Linked DNA regions of Hordeum vulgare: region 2 is linked to region 1. Evidence: chromatin contacts called from public Hi-C data. All regions are on one chromosome and are shown on one strand. The core of a region is the stretch at or near the end of the contact, and the rest is flanking DNA. Distances in the headings are between cores, read along the strand shown.

Region 1 (2,593 bases), core at 36-2,535:
TCATACAATGTTTATTATTCAGAAATTTAGGACTTTGTAAAAAAATCATGAATTTTAAAAATGTTTACGATATCTAATAATGTTCATTATTTCAAAAATGATGTTTAGTATTCAGAAAATATTCCAAAATTTGGAAGATCTTAGGAAAAATGAAAAAGAAATAAATAAAAAGGTAAATAGAAAACTAAGAGAAAATGTGAAACCAAAAAGAAAAGATAAAAATGTAAGATAATAAGAATAAAAACCAGGCAAAAAGCGGTTCATTTGCCAAAAGCGATGGACACTAAATTGTTGACATGAGATTTATGTACCAGTGGCTTAATATTGATTTTCATATTATTTGAAATTATGTTAATAATGATTATTATTTTCATACTGTCACGTGGTCTATTTTAGTGGTTTTTCATAAAATTGATCTAAATAGCTCTAGAATTTGAACGGTTAAGTTTTTTAGGTTTAGGTTTTAATTGGTTTTTGAGAAGTGCTTATATGCCTAGGAATTGGGAGTAGTTTGTGATCGACGAGATTAGTTGTTAAAGTTTTAAACATTCCATTATGCTACATAATAACAAGTGTGGCGTGCAGTGACAAGCTTATAACCTTAAGATTTACTACATCAAATGCATTGTGATTACATGGACACGCCGAACATCATTAAAGATGATTGAATAAATAAATAAGTGTCAACATGATGAGCTACCGTGTTAAAGAAAAAAGAGAACGTTCATACATCAAGGTATTGAACCATACTTATTTGGCTAGGGCATAATATTTTATCTTCCGTTACAACGCCGGGCATATTTGGCTAGTATATATAATATTAGTATATGAAATCTCCATTACAACAACCTAAGGCCCTGTTTATTTCAGAAGTCCCGGGACTTTTTTTAGTCGCAACTTAAAAGTCCCTAGTCCCTACCTGTTTGTTTTCAGGGACTAAATAGGGACTAGAGGTCATTAAATGACATGCAAAAAGACCATGTTACCCTTAGTAATGTAGTAGTTATTAAATGACATGCTAAAAGTAGGGGCATTGTTGGAAAAAGTGACAAAAAAGTCCCAAAAAGACCCTCTCATCGGGACTTCTCCAAATAGTCCCAAATACCCCTTTTTAGTCCCTAAAAGTCCCTCCTATTTGTTTCACATGGGATTTTTTTAAACTTTTTTTAGTCATGCACCAAAAAGTTTCTGGAAACGAACACCCCCTAAGAATGGAATTGGCAACGCGCAAGCGCAAACCGTTCAAATCCGTGTACAACAAGCCGAACTCCGAAGGCTGTAGTGCAGGTCTGGCTAGCCGCGGAAAAACCTTCGGCCGTGCGTTCGCCCACGCCCCTGCAGCCCAGTTCTATCCGAACACACCGGCGCCGTTTGCCCCTCCCCGCCACTGCTCTCCTCCACGGCTCCTCCATGCTTCGCCTCTCCGCCTCTATCTCCCTCCACTACCCTCCTTCTCTCTCCCCATCCGTCTCCCAGCCCCGCCCGCGCCGCCTACGCGCCCTCGTCGTCGCCGCCTCCGCCTCGCCTTCCGCCCGCAGCCTCCGCCTCCTCGAGTGGGGCAAGGTTTGCCGCGCCGTCGCTTCGTTCGCCGGCACCGTGCACGGCCGCGAAGCCACCGAGGTATTTAAGTCTATATATAGGTCCCTGGGGCTCCAACCCTTCCATTGCCTGATCGCTCATGATGCACGGGCTTCGCCTCTGACGCGCGGCGTGGTCGTGCAGAAGCAGCTGTGGGGCGTGGAGGACGTGAGCTATGAGCGGAGCCGGAAGCTTCTCCGGGAGACCGAGGCGGCGGTGCGGCTGCTTGGCAGCTCCGGTGGGGCATTGGATTTCTCCGGGCTGGATACCGTCGCGGTGAGGACCCATGTTTGGTACTCCCCCGTTCACCATTTTAAGATGTTTTAACTTTTTTTTCTAAATCGGCTGTGTGTAGACACGCTTTGTGTGTTTGATCAGAGACAGAGGGGGCAATACACTAATACTATGGTAAATTGGTAATATGCTAAGGAATTCATGTGTACTGACTTTAGTAGAGTTACAATCAAATTGAACTTATACAACATTTTTTTTTTGGAAAAGGAGGTTAAGACCCCCGGCTTCTGCATCAATCGATGCATACAGCCATCTTTATTACTTATTCAACAAAGGTCTGACAAGAACATACATCAAGCCACCTGAAGCCCCCACTCACACCTACAAAACGCGATAATGTGGAGTGCTCTCACTTCACGTATCTAAAACCGATGTCGTCGCCGATCCATTCACATAACGTATCGGAACTAACAGCCGGTGCAGCAGACCTAAAGCGTACACCACACGCACACGTTTTAGAAGCCGTCATCATCATCGAACCGCTGACCCATCTTCAGGAGAGAAATCTGCATCATCCATGCCAGTCCGGCCATCCGTCGACGCCACCACGTCGCCCAACGGTGCCACCTCCCTGCGCTCATCCATCCAGACGCAAAGACTATGTAAGATCTGTCGTGCGTAGCACCTGCCGAACAGGCATGACAAAGCGTAGCACATGTCGGCCGGGCATGACCTGACATCACCACCGAAGCTCCGTGCAGGACGAAGACGCTCCACCTCC
Region 2 (2,593 bases), core at 56-2,555, 820 kb before region 1:
ATACCATTTGCATGCTCCTGGTTTGATCAACGAAGCCTGGACATTTATAATCCTACCTGAGGTGCCATGATTCATAAAAAATAATACTGCAAGCCATGCAGCATATCTGGAAAGGCCAAGGCTACAAACAGCTGGCGGATGCTCCTAAGACTACCCACAGTGGGAGTAACATAGGTAGTAACATAGATGCCACATAATCAAAAAAGATGATGTGACAGCAAATTAATGAGGAGAGGGACAAATTGAGTAACATAGCTAGTTACTCATACTATGAGTAACATCACACATACCAAGACAAGATGAGTCTATATGCTAATAAATGAAAATCTCTATGTTAACATTTCTATGTTACTACCCACTATGGAGGTAGTAACTTAGACTAGTAACATATGCATGTTACTATTATATGTTACTTTCCATTGTGGGTAGCCACTAAGGAAAAGACTAAAAAGCAACCTAAGTGGACATCATGTTAGGTACAGCATAGGCTGGTTATTGAAAAATATACAAAAGGTGAAAAACTCTGTCTACCTAACTTGAGCAATCTGAATGCAAAAGCTTTTCATTGGAAGGTACCAAGCAACTTCTAACAAAGTGTGACCCATTCCAGCTTTAAAGCTGTCACTAACAGCTCTGGTAAAGGACAGGCAGCTGAAGTGACCCAACCGCGGCCAAAATCTAAATGTCACAGTTCAAAGCTCATAAGTAAAATAAAATAAAAATCCCCTGCTTAGTTTAAAAATAAACCCATACAGCTTTGCGATAAAATCTCGCTCCAACACACAATTCCACACAGCGGGAACAAAAAGGATTTTCCCAGACCACTAGCAGTAATTTCCTAGCTCGATTGAAACTGAAGGGCGTCTTAGCCTTACTTCTAATAAAACTATGTACTTCAAATTTATCCCAATTCGACCATGCATACATTAACAGGGGCGGATCTAGATGGGCGCACATAGAATTTGTGGAGGTCAGTGAGGTTTATCCAATCGCTGGATTGCAAAAAGGCTCATACCTCAATCAAAAACCAATGGCCAAAATTGCAGACGGAGTCCAGACGGCAGGGACGCGACGAGGTACAACGGGAACGGCGATGGCGGCGAGGCGCGCGAGAGGCGGAGGGGTTGCGGGGGTGAGGCGGAGGGGTGACTATGAGCTACGGCACGGCGGCAGCTCTAGGGCTGGCACACAGGTCGGGTTGGAGCTTGGGTAGGTCAGGACTAGGGAGAGGACGAAGAAGAGGAAAGAATGGTGTACAGGACGGTGGAGAGGAAACCGTGGAGCTGTGGAGCAGGTGGATTTTGACTCCGGGTGCCTGGAGCAGCTATTTGATTCGGAAAGAAACAAAAAATGGTAGGTGTTTTATTTTGGAACTTGGACCTTTTTCAGGGCATGTACGTTTATATTTACAAAGAAAAACTTTGTAGTTTGTAATTAGTATATGTACCAACCTGAAAAATAATAAAAGAATGTGAGGTGGGTATATGACATGTATTAGGTACATTTGTATCTGTATCTATGCAAATCTAAGACAAGTAATTTGGGACAAAGCGATCGAGAGAGTATGTTTTAAAGCTTGAGTTCAGCATTCCAGTCAAAAAATAGCTTAGCTTCAATATGAATTGGTTTGTTGTGACCCCGTCGGCTCTTATCCAAGCGAACAAGGTGGTTAGGGTTTCTGCCTCTCGTCGTCATCGTTGTCGATCTACATCGTTTCCCGTCGTCTTATGTCCATGGGGCGTGATGGACCCCGACCTTGTCAGCGGGATGGCTTCGTTTTTATATGTCCTTCAAGTTTTTTTAGGGTTTGTGTCATGTTCGGGAAGACGAGACGGCGACGACTCTCTCAAGGTGGAAAAAGGTTCTCCCCGCCCTTGTCCCGATGGTGTGTCTAGCATTATTGGAGGGCATGTGGAGGTGTATCTCCAGTGGATCTCGCAGAATTCGATCGGTGGTTGGATTCACTTGGATCCGGTATTCGTTCGTCTACGTCAGTGTATCTTCAGGTTGGATCATTTTGATCTACGCTTCACTTCACGAGTGGCGGTTGCTATTCGGGTGCGTTGGTCTTATGGGGTGTTAACGATGAATTTTCGACTCTCTATTACAATAAGTTTCGCTCGGCTCTGGCGAGTGAGGGGTGATGATGGCGGCACCCCTTCAGCTTGCTCGAGTGCTTATAGTCGTCGCTAGATTACCGTTCAATGTGATGATATGTTGTGTTGTTCTCCCTCTAGTGGTTGACAAAATATTGGAAACAGGGGTACCCCTAATACCTTCCAAGTGGGCCCATTTGGAAAAAAGGTACTAGATTAAACCTTGGAAAAGGGTTCATTTGCCACTCGCTATTATTTACAGCTTGAAGACATGCACAGATACACAACTACCACGATGCTATCAGCCACGGGAGATCATCATGAAAGGAAGTGATGCCAACAGTGATGACATTGGAGGACGGAGCCCCAAGCATCATATACACGTGTCGCAAGGGCAAGTGACCCTTGCAACACTGCACCGGCCATGCATTTAGTGCCCACTTAAGCTACATAGCATAGCCCCTGCAGGCCTATGTGAATAGGCCATCATCATGAAG

The links. A called contact is a pair of places that touch in the nucleus more often than the background predicts.
Region 2: a Hi-C map of leaf shows a contact between it and region 1, with 3 times the contacts expected there. The contact joins the promoter of LOC123434623 here to the promoter of LOC123434507 in region 1. A contact is called at or near these places in 2 of 6 Hi-C or Micro-C datasets (leaf and seedling).

What each region holds. Positions count from the first base shown.
Region 1 is chr1H:333,909,889-333,912,481 of MorexV3_pseudomolecules_assembly, reverse strand. It overlaps LOC123434507 (endonuclease MutS2), which reads left to right and starts at 1,285. Exons shown (of 20, transcript XM_045115516.1): 1 at 1,285-1,620; 2 at 1,723-1,854. The coding sequence starts at 1,411.
Region 2 is chr1H:334,731,881-334,734,473 of MorexV3_pseudomolecules_assembly, reverse strand. LOC123434623 (sphingoid long-chain bases kinase 1-like) reads right to left here and starts at 1,305. Exons shown (of 9, transcript XM_045115523.1): 1 at 1,016-1,305.